Regions from separate parts of the Mus musculus genome. Here all the other regions are linked to region 2. A link is a contact called in public HiChIP or PLAC-seq data. All regions are on one chromosome and are shown on one strand. Each heading gives the region's core, a stretch centred on a gene start, on an enhancer-like site or on the middle of the called end of the contact. The rest is flanking DNA. Distances are from core to core; before and after follow the strand shown. Region 1 overlaps Snx13 (sorting nexin 13). Region 2 overlaps Hdac9 (histone deacetylase 9). Region 3 overlaps Snx13 (sorting nexin 13).

Region 1 (3,658 bases), core at 699-3,198, 490 kb before region 2:
TTCTCTCTGTTCACAGTCATTTACATCTTTTCTGGCACGTTTCTACTTGAGGGTGTAGATATTTCAACACTGAACAACTTACCCCTTCCTTGGAACAACTGTGCTAAAGAAGTGGTAGAGCTGGCCTGGCTGTTGTCCCTGTAAGCAGGGCTGTTGTTCACCTTGCTCCAGGGCTCAGCTGTCTGTGAACTTTGTTTTAGGAATGTTCCAGCTAGTAGGATAGCTCAGTAAACCTAGACGGTATGAAAACCACGGTTCATACAGAGTATGTTTCCTTTGAGTCTGGACTTTTAGTAGGCCAGGAAGCTGGGGAAGAGGCTGTCAAAGATTCTGTGCTCAATGAAGTTTAGGAAGTAGGTAAGCTGTTTCAAAGAGTCTGATACAATGTTTTGGACTGTTACCATTCTGGCATTCTGGATACTACTTCTGACAGTTCTGTCAGAGCACATCTTAAAGGACATCTTAAAGCACAACAACTCAGCTTAAGGGGGCTGATATTTACAATAGTATTCTAAGAAATAGTATGCCAGTTCTTAGTAAGGTAACAGGTATTGATTTAATGCCTGAGCAGTTTCTGGATGTAGACCAAGAAAGCTATACATATTTTGACCAACCAAGCATATTACTGAATGTCAAAGCAACTGTCTTTTAAAACAGAACATGTCTAAAATACCAGTCAAAATGTGAATTGCAAATGACATCAAATAAAATTTGCTAAGTTCTAGATCTTTGTCTTTCAGAAAATCACTACCTAATTTTATGTGACAATAAAATAGAAAGTTTCTTTTAAGATTTTGGTAGCCAATGGTTTATCCCATGAAAGAAATTAAATGCAGCTAGTTTTAATTATTCTGTAGTTCATCTATAATCTTGAAACTTGACTGCTCAAATTCTGAATTGAAACAAAAGTGCTCAGAGACTATAAAAACAAGACCATTGAACAAGCATTTTAAAAAATACATACTGCCAAGTAAACACATCAGAACTGTTTGTTAATACTTTATTAGTATTTTCTAACAGACAGAACATAACACAAACCAAATAAAAATTTTAATTTCTGTCGTTAATAAAAGTAACTGACATTCTGATTCTTTCCCCTTGGTTAGAGGAGAGCATTGATAGAGCGGTAGGCACGATCGACGCTTATATACAGAGATATGCACAAGGTAGTTTTTAACAATTAAAACCCTAAAATGTGCTCTTTAGTTTTCCCTTATAATACAGGAGCCATGCTCCCATAAGCAAAATTTTCTACTAAGAAAAGAATTTTACAAGGAGTGACAAAAAGACTTTTAAAACAAGTCCTTAATTAAGGTGCAGCAACAACGGAATGAAGTTGTTGGGTTAATAAGACAGTTAAATTAGATCTCAAAACATTAAAAATGTAGTTATTATACAATTACTCAAACATGCATTAAATGAAAATATTGCACAAAATTAAAACTGTAGATTGTGAAAATTATGTTCTTAATTTTTTTCTAAAAAAAAAGGTACACTTTCATTGCACTTAACTCTTTTTTCCCCAAACACCTGCAGCAAACTTGTAGTGATCAAACTGATATATTCAAGAAATTTTGTTGTTGTTGTTGTTTAAATTAAGGCTAACAAAGTGCATCCACTGGTCAATGGCACAACTGTTTCCAGCAACTGCATGGGACACTTGAGCTATAGGAAATGCTCATCTAAGTGTGACATTTAAGTCATACAATCAAATTTTAGGTGAATAAGCTGTGATGGGTTTTTTGTAGTTTTACACTACCTGAAAAAAAAAATATCAGAAAACCCAAAAGAATGATTAATTTTGACGGTTTTGCCTAAAGGCACCACTACTGACTTAAAAGTGTTCAGCAGAAGACATATAGCCTCTTTGTGTCTATGTTCATCTGTGCAACAAGTGCACTAAATAGAATAATTTTATTAACCAGAGAATACTGTACTCTACTCATCGGTTAAACACTCTACACAGCTGGACCAAGCCTAGGGCCAACGACCACACTCTGTTGTAAGACACAGACGTGCACAGACACGTGGCCATTTGACATTTCTGCTCCTGAAATATAAAAGCTTCTCAGCCGAGGTTCCTTTAAAGACCACTTCCTCGAACAGTTCTGATTTTGCTCTTTGTTTTGTTTTGGTGAGGTTGCAGTTGTCTTGCAGGGCTGTTAGAAGAAGAATCTGCATTTTGTATGACCTCTTTTTCCCCTGGTTGACAGTTTTCTCACTTTATTTTCACATGTACACACTAGGCTCTTGCATGAATCCTTCTGTATGCACTTAAATGTACTCATGTAAGAATATAACTGAGACAGGAGGCTGTGTATGAAATTATTGCACTTGTGGCCATGCTGAGGCTTCCCACAGACCTGATGCATCCAATTTTAAGCCTGGGGCCGAGGAAGGGCCGGCAGGGCAGGAGCATATGAGTATAGGAAACATTTCTTCTGCCAGACAAACAGAATCTTTCCTCACTTGCAAGTTTTGAAAGGGGCTTTACTTATGTAATTCTGAAAGACATGCAACGCATGCTGAGTGTGTGCATACTCCACATATGCACACAGCACTGGTGAGCATTGGAGAGCCTTACAGGAAGGCTTCCCTCTTATTACTAGGCTTCACTGGGTAAGAAGGATCTGAAAGACAGCAAGACAAATCCCATTCCAGGCTCCAAGCTCCCAAAGAGCTGGGTTATCAATACTCTGTCCCTTTACAACAAGCACCCAAACGTTCTTTAGATATCAGGATACTGGCTCAGTGGTCTGAAAAGTAGTTTCACTATTTTAAGGTTTTAGTGTTAAATATTTTTAAAACAAAAAGAGCTGATATATCCAAACCCTTAGTCACTGGAAGTATTTAAAAGTACAGAAATCCTGCATGTATGGGATATGAAGACTTCCTAATGGACAAAATGGAGAGAACACTAGGAAATGCAAAGGCTTCACAACTGGAAAAGGTATTTGTTTCACTGATATAAAATATTAGGGAGTTAAATGTATACACCAAAGGGTTTTGTGTACTAGCTTTATTTAGAATTTTACATTATGCGAAATATAAATAAAAGCATATTTTTAAAAATAGTACAGTTCTGTTTTCATTATTTATTTTTATATATGTACACATAGTAGAATTAGGCATTTGTATGTTTACATAGGACTAGAAGCTCATTAATCCTTTGATTTGCTATATTGGTAGTTACCTAAGGCATGTCTAGATCATACAATTTAAAGTTATCATATGGTAACTTTCAATAGAGTACTGCTTTAATTTCCAATTTTTAGAAGGACAATGTATTTGGCAGTTCTTACAATAAATAATTTCCCTTCTATATAATCAGTAATCTGTTAAAAGATTAAAAAATGTGAACTCCTAAGAGAGCTACCACATGCTTCTTCTGCACAGAATGCCAAAGGAGAGGTGGAGAGGTGAGGGCCCTAAGAGCAAGGCCGAGCCCATACAGCACATCACCAAAGAGAATCAACCAACATTTCCATCGGTGAATAATAAATCCAATCAAATGCTAGTTTTGATTGGCTTTATATTAAAATGCTTTACACAGGACGGTAATTTGGGAAGGGTGATTTCCTGCACTAAGGGCATTCTTTCCCTCACTTTGCCCAGGCTACCTGGAAACAACTGGACAATTGTTCTGAAGATCACTCAC
Region 2 (3,854 bases), core at 543-3,042:
TGTAGCTATTTAATATGTAGGATATCTGTTATGAGGATCCTGTGAAAAAAGTTGTTTTACCCCCATTGGTTTGCAACCCACAGGCTGAAAACCACTAATCTACTCAAAGCTGATTCACTGAAAACATTTTTAAGTTAGTAATTCACAGCCTTCTCTATTTATTTTTCAAATAGGACCCTAAGTATGTGATTTTGAGACAAGTGAAGGGTTAAAAGGCCAAACATTTTGACTCTTTCTTTCTAAAATGGAACTAGGTGAGATAGGAGGATAAAAAAAAAGCCACAGGTGCACTTTACTAAGTCTCAAAATTTTCAATGAGAATCTCCTGGGTTATTTGTTAGAGCATAGCATTTCTGTGCTGGTGGATCAAAAAAAGATGACTCCTCTAGTGGTTTATGGTCTATGTATACAGCACTGCCCCTTGCTGTTTTGTTTTAGTGTGTATATGTGTACATGTGTACAACACTGCCCCTTGGTGGCTTATGTGTCCATGTGTACAATACTGATCCTTGCTTTTGTGTCTAAATATACACAGCACCACCCTTTTATTATTTATATATTCTGTTCATAGTATTGAGTCTTGATGGCTTATGTTTCAATGTACACAACACTGCTCTTTGTTGCACTGTGTGTCCACATGCACAGCATTGCCCCTTTTTGGCCCATGGTTTTTGCACAATATTGTCCCTGGTTCTTGCTGGTTTATGTATCTATGTGCTAAGTCTGTTGCTGGTGGTTTATATGTCCATGTGCACAGCACACATTTTGCTGGTATTTCTGTCCATGTACCCAATATACTGACCCTTAATTGTTTTGTAAAGATCATTTTTCTCTCTCGTAAGTCAGCCATTCACTATAAATAATGTGCGCAGCTCCCTTGGTCTTCTCTGAGACACTAGAGAACCATCATGTGTGTGAGTATGAATCTTAGAATGCAAATAAAATGCTCCCTATATAGCAGGCCTGGCTATTGTCTCTGAGCAGAAGCTATAGTATAGACACAGGATAATGCTCATTCAGTGGGTTTCCCCCTTCCTGTCACATTACCACTCTGCATTTTGCTTTTATGGCAAATTGGATTTATAAATGTCTGCAATTATAAAACATATCTTTAATTCAGTGACTTCAGGGTGATTTCTGTCTTCTCTTTTCATTTCATTGAATCTTATATCAAGTTAAAGCTGACTTGAGAAGCAGGCTTGGGCAAAGTGCAATTTTGCATAATTGGATTCTATGGGAAAGATGAATCTAGAAACCAAGTGTGCAGCACGTTCCCTGCATTCTTGTTAAGTAACCTTTAGCAGCTCTCGGTGGAAATGCCTCAGTGGTTTTTCTCCATCTTCAGCTGGGCAGCTACAGGTCTCCATCTCTATTAACCCCTGGCTTTCCTTTTGGTGTCTGTCTTTCTGAGTGTCTTGTTCTCCTCCTGCCTTTCTGCCTTATGTTAAGCTACTTTGCAACATAATAAGTTAATGGTGTTTAGAATTACTTTGGAGATAAGGAGATGACTTTTTATGCATGTGTTCAGAAATGGGTGTTTTGAGTATGTTTCATTGTGGCAGGGGTGGGGGGAGGAGGGGAGGGGCTGGGGAGGTTTCCTTCCAAAGCAAAAAAGGGAAAAATGTAAGTTTCCCAGAAGTAAAGGTCAAGAGACATGGAACAACTATTTTATTATTTGCTTTCAAAACAGAGAGAGTATGATTTATGTCAGCTAGAAGCTTATGTCATAGTTGTGCAGGTGCTGCTGTGGAGTGTGACCCCCCTCTAATCCCCATAACGACACCGGGCATTGACCACATTAGCTTTGTAGTTACCGACGACTGCCTTCCCCGGGGCCTTCTGGTTTCTAAATCCAGCCACCTGGCTAGCAGGCCAGCCAGTGCTTGATGCAAGAACATTGTTTTCTCAGTATAGCCTGAAATTCATTTTGTGTATTTTGTGTACATGGCTTTTATGTGACTGTTTATGATGATACCTCTGTGGTTCCATTGGAAGTCACCAGGCATATTGTCTTCCTCCTTCCTTTGTTAAGAGATACATCATCACAATTACTAAAAGTGATGATGGTTTATATATATATATATATATATACACACACACACACACACACACACACACATATATATATATATATGCGACATGTAGGTTCCTTCATATCTAATGAGGTCCTTGATATTTGAGGAATAAATCTATATGTTTATACAATTTATCTTCATGATCTTAAGAAGGATGTTAGTATTTTGGTAGTTTTTATGAGTCTTTTGACTGCATGCACAAAGATTTATTTAGTTTTGTTTTATATGTATGAGTGTTTTGACTATGTGTGTATAAATGCACTTTGTGATACCTGGCACCCATGGAGGTCAGAAGAGTGCGCTAGATCTTCACAACAGATGCTTCTGAGCCACCACATGGAAACTGGGAAACAAACCCCGGGTCCTCTCGAATAGCAACGACTGCTGTTAACTACAGATCCACCATTTTTGTTGTTTCTATGTCTTGGTGTTTTCTCCTAAAAGCTAATGAGATTAGATATTTTCTAATTATCACAAAATTACTTTATATTTTATTCCAATTTGCAGCATTTCCAAGGTCCATGGAGATTCTAATAATTTTGTGTGTTATGGACTATAGAGACATGATCTAAATATTAACTTCATTTAAAATATTATTAATGATATTTATAGTTTGCTAGGCAGGGTATTTACCTATTTGTTAGCATATTAAGTTAATGTAAAAAAACGCCAAGAAATAAGACTCTGAAGCTAAACTAAATTTGGATCTCGGCTCTATCACATCCCAGTTCTGTGATCCCGAATTAACCTGTTTGTGACTCATTGGCACCAAAAGCAGCTGGTGGTGACAGTATCACTGTCATAGATGTGATAATTGAATTATTATTTGTGAAGCCCTACATATATATTTGTCATCGTTTAACTTTTCCAAGCAGAGGCTCTTCATTCACAAGTTGACTTTGTCCCACAAGAACAAAACTGAGAAATCATCAGCTCTGACTTAACTTCTTTCATTTGGAACAGATACTGCGTAACCAGGAATTGACAAGCCACAGAAACCAGCCCTTGTCTGAGATGGCATGCAGGACAGAGTAGAAATGGGTTCCATAATGGAAGAAGAGGGAAGTTCAAGATAAGTTATATTTTTCTCACAATAGCTTTGGGCACCCTTCACATTTCAGTTAGGTGGTGACAACATAATTAGACAGTAAAATATCCTGTCTCTAGCTATCCTTTGTGTGCCTGCAAGTCATCTGTGAGGAGTCTCAGCTTGCAAAGGCTGCCTCTGGCTATGTGTTTAGTGTGATTTTTTCTGTAAAATATGCATGAATAAACAAGGCTTCCGACAGAAATAATTAATATTTATCACTTAGTGAAAGCTGCAGCAAATATAAATTTTCGAGATGACACAAGACAGAAGACCTAAGACAAGGCGCTGTGTGCTCAGAGCATCGGGGCTGCCGCTGATTTACAGACCTGTTTCTTTTTAAGATGTGAGAGAAAGAAGTACAAGAATCACAGTGAAGACTTTTGCCACACAGTCCCCAATCCCCTCTGTAGTTCATGGATTGTGAGTATTTGCCAAGGATTCCCCTCTGGAGGGCAGTGCAGTACTACAATTGTTGGAGCAGCCGCTATCTCAAACCTCCCAGAAATTCACTTTAAAAGATTCTTGGCTTTGTAAGATGTAAGTCGCCCCTGCCTTAAATATTCAAATGGGAACATGGTGGTCAAAGTCAAGGCTCTCACTGCATGCGTTGATGTGCTGGGTTGGAGAGGTGGACTTCAGAACACTGCTCAGGGAATGTATTAGTGTAGCTGAATGGCGAAGCTGGAAGA
Region 3 (3,818 bases), core at 265-2,764, 460 kb before region 2:
TACCTTAGGCAAACTTTTCTTAACTTTAGAAATCTGTTTCTTTGTTTTCTTTCTGTCAAGCGCCACTAGATCATAACGTATATATAACATGTATATAAGATATGATGAACCAGCCTGTCCCCAATATTTGGCTTAAAAGCCAACTCATACTAAAGATAAACTTGGTTCATTCTTGCTTGTGATTACATCTGTTTCCCAAAAACTGGGCTATTGCCTTGCCTGTAACCTTAACTACAAATGGTTTACACTGTTCTTCCAGTGACGGCCATGTCTTTGTTTCAAAAGCTTGTTACAACCATCTTGCAACTGTATCTTTGTTTCCAGAGGTTTCTATGACTCCCTGTTGTTATAACTCCTTATAAGAGTATCTTTGTTTCCGGAGGTCCTTCCTTATAGCTAACTTGTTATGCTTATTCTGCTCCTGTAACCCTGACAAATTTGCCTGCCAAATCCTCCATTTGGAAACCCTCTAGCCCTCAGCAATAAAATCCTTGTCTTCTTCACTTCCATTCTGATCCCCTGAACTCTACTTCTAGAGAGAAGTAGTCCATGTACACAAATTTTAAAAATGATGCTTTAATTAACTGCTTGCATGAATTAATGTGGCCATGATGATTTGGTCAGTGATCTTTCATTTGCATATTTGGTATGAACAGATACATCAAGCAACAGCATACTGACTAAGCCAACATGACAAGACCTACTTAACAAATCATTTTAAAATATATATGTCTATAGTTTCCTTTATTTAAAAAAAAAGCAAGAAAGTTCTTAAAAGGAAATTCAATAATATGCCAACCTTTCGAGCAAAATCACCCTTCCCTTTACTGTAGGCTTTGTTCTCAAGGAAATCATAGACACAGTGAGCCAGCGCCGGGGATGCCTTCATCATTTCAGGAGTCAAGAGTAACTAATAGGGAAAAGAAGAAATCTTAAGATGGTAAAATAGCATTTATGTTAATTCCACTTTATAAAATATCTGGCTCTACAGCTTATCCATACTAGAAACTGTGCTGTTTATTATAATACTGCTAAAGTTTAAGAGTAATGAAAATAGGATTTTATAATATATATGAATAGAAACTTTCAAGTGTAATAAAAAATCCAAAACATATTCCTTTCATGAATGCAAATAAACTCAATAATCTTAATAATCTAGCTTAGTTGCTTCTAAGGCAAAAGTGGTGACATACTGAGTCTATGAGCTAAAAGTATAAGAGAGTCAGTCACCCTTAAACTTATAGTACCACAACTGGGAAAAGTCATTTTATCAATGTACAAAACTGTTAGGGATCTTAACAAAACTAAAACTGAGTATTTTGAAGTCAAGTGTTTAACAAGTTTTATCAATGCAGCATCTATGCACTGCACTTTCCCGCTGGGAAAGAATGAAGTGACAGCCAGCTGCTCTTCCTTCCTATCCTGGCCTTTCAATACACAGCAGCAAATTACAATCGTTATAACTGTTTAAATCTGCTGCTTGTGAAAAACCAAAAACAGACAGACAAACAAAAACCCAGCTACCAGCTAGAGATATAAATCCGTGGTTTCAACAGGTGGCTTCCTGCTGCAGTCTCCTGACTCCTTTTGTAGAAAACAGGAAGCTAGATAATGGAACACTGCCAACTGGGATGACACCTTTCTAAAATATGCAAGAACATTAGAAACCACTAACTAGGATGAACTGACAAGGTTCATGACTCTACCTGGGGTTTGGGTATTCAGGTATAAAATGTATCTCTAGGCATTCGACCAGCCTACACAATATGTAACTTGTAAAACATGTTATTTCCTGTGAGGAAATTTTATGACTAAGATGATGAGCCCAGGATATATCTTCAGCTCTATTTCTCTCAGGAACTATTCTGGGAACAAAAATGAACTACGTTCTGTGGTAACCTAAAAAGCTATCATGTATTAAATTATAAGCATTTAACTTCGGGGTAAATCATACTATATATCTAGTTATAATAATCTGAAACACATATTATACATATTCATCTAAACACAAATAAGCAAAAGTCTTAAGTGCTTAAAAGAAAATGTCTAAGTTTAACATTAAATACAGAAACAATAAACTACTTAAAAGACTACATATCGTATTTGATACTACTAAAATTAGTTATTTGTCCACAATTACAGTCAGCCAAACTATTCAGTTGTGTTGTTCTCACTGCTAACAAGGCTGGATGTGGGGTACAGTGTCACAGGCATGTCACACACATGCTGCACCAAACATAACTCAATAAAGACATCTACTCTACTTGTGTGCTGTAACAAATGAAATCTACGGGCAATACTATAACCACCTTACCTGCAAGTAGGCATTTAAATCCTTTTTCCTCTTTTCTAAAAAATCTCTATCCATATTGTTAAACGTCTTTTTACCAGGAAGCTTCAATATGCTTGACAGATTTTCAAACTAGAAGAGAAAAGACATTCAATACTTCTTTTTTTAAAAGAAATCATCTCCACGTAACATTTTTTCTACATGTCAAAGTATCTTATTTCTTACATTAAACAAAACATCACGATCACATTGTCCACAAAACCCAAAAATTTTTTATCATAAAAAATTGACAATGGAGAATAAAAGTGGATAACTGATGAAAATGGGCACTCTGCCATATCAAGTTTCATTTTGCAGTTCTAATTTTCAGATCAGTCAAATTTCGTAGTAAAGCAGCAATCCTTTTCCTAGCCATTTGACTCATGAAGAGAGTATTAAGAAATTAAAATTTGAATCAGTTATGATATTATGGCTTGTTAAAATCTAAGAGACAATTTTAATATTAGTGACTATAAAATAATCACTGTAGTATATATCTTTAAAAAGCAGAAAGACAAACTACTAATTATAGACAGGATCTGTATTACAACTTTGCATACAATTATATTAAATATTAATAACCTTTCCTCATCATATGAAAAGTAAACTCATAAGTGACACTAATGAAAAGGACCCAATAGTCACTGTCATGCTATTGTTTTCTTTGTAATGTAAAAATACAGAGCAATATAGCAGTCTTGGTTTTGCAGACTTAATATTAGGTGCAACCATGATAGTAATCTACTACACCGTCTCATGCACAAGCTGTTGCTATGTCTATTGCTGGGATGACGTAGGGTAAGGCCTGGCCAACAGCCAGTACCTGAAACTTTAGGCAGTCTCTTCCCTCTTTCCATATTACATACACTGAGACAAGCAAAGCTTTTTTTTTTTAATCCTTTGTTTAAAATACATTAAGACCAATTCCTGCTGCAAACATTGAGAGGAAGATGGAGAGAGAGGGAGAGAATATATGAGATTCAGAATCATTTCCATCCCAAACTGTAAGATTCTGACAAATAAAAGCAATGAAAAAAATCTAATTGTTTAGAATGAAAATGTGAACAAATTCATTATACAACATATATGTAAAATAATAATTTTGCTTCAATAATTATCAAGATGAAAAAGCAGATAGGGGCAATACATTGAAAGTATTGAGTAGTAATGATAACTCAGAAATTTAGCTATAAAGCCAGAAGAAACAGTCCTCATTGAATACAGTATGCAAAATAGTTTCTGTTGCATCTATGAAAACTTGAAGAAAATTACACCTTGTGAAAGTCAATAACCTATGTTGTTTCCAAAGATATACAATTGCCTAAAATATTACTTATGCATTTGACTCTAAATTACCCACTCATTTTTTCAGAGTGCATAGCATATCCTTTCTTACCAAAGAACAGGGGCCTGAACTGCATTTATCCAAAGTCACATGTGGAAGGCCTTACCTTATACAGTACATATTCTAAGACAGGCTCTTTAAAGA

The links. HiChIP or PLAC-seq counts read pairs in DNA pulled down with a chosen protein or histone mark.
Region 1: a contact with region 2 is called in an H3K27ac HiChIP or PLAC-seq map of double positive thymocytes, with 5 read pairs. The contact joins two enhancer-like sites. A contact is called at or near these places in 2 of 15 datasets of contacts at CTCF or cohesin (large pre-B cells and pro-B cells), 1 of 484 Hi-C or Micro-C datasets (bone marrow-derived macrophages) and 4 of 115 datasets of contacts at active chromatin or transcription factors (bone marrow-derived macrophages, double positive thymocytes, embryonic basal ganglia and 1 more).
Region 3: a RAD21 HiChIP or PLAC-seq map of pro-B cells shows a contact between it and region 2, with 7 times the contacts expected there. The contact joins two enhancer-like sites. A contact is called at or near these places in 2 of 15 datasets of contacts at CTCF or cohesin (large pre-B cells and pro-B cells) and 2 of 484 Hi-C or Micro-C datasets (B cells and bone marrow-derived macrophages).

Annotation. Positions count from the first base shown.
Region 1 is chr12:35,144,806-35,148,463 of GRCm38.p6, reverse strand. It overlaps Snx13 (sorting nexin 13), which reads right to left. Exons shown (of 26, transcript NM_001014973.2): 26 at 987-3,658. Among named protein-coding and RNA genes, the nearest start is that of Mir680-3, 48 kb to the left of the region's middle. Within about 2 kb of position 1,948, at least 5 of the 459 cell types and tissues checked have an H3K27ac peak or open chromatin away from gene starts, as enhancers often do. A contact at or near this core is called in double positive thymocytes and pro-B cells, where this site is marked.
Region 2 is chr12:34,658,174-34,662,027 of GRCm38.p6, reverse strand. All of the region lies in intron 3 of Hdac9 (histone deacetylase 9), which reads left to right. Among named protein-coding and RNA genes, the nearest start is that of Gm46347, 130 kb to the left of the region's middle. Within about 2 kb of position 1,792, at least 12 of the 459 cell types and tissues checked have an H3K27ac peak or open chromatin away from gene starts, as enhancers often do. A contact at or near this core is called in double positive thymocytes and pro-B cells, where this site is marked.
Region 3 is chr12:35,121,522-35,125,339 of GRCm38.p6, reverse strand. It overlaps Snx13 (sorting nexin 13), which reads right to left. Exons shown (of 26, transcript NM_001014973.2): 19 at 2,315-2,422; 20 at 800-910. Among named protein-coding and RNA genes, the nearest start is that of Mir680-3, 71 kb to the left of the region's middle. Within about 2 kb of position 1,514, at least 24 of the 459 cell types and tissues checked have an H3K27ac peak or open chromatin away from gene starts, as enhancers often do. A contact at or near this core is called in pro-B cells, where this site is marked.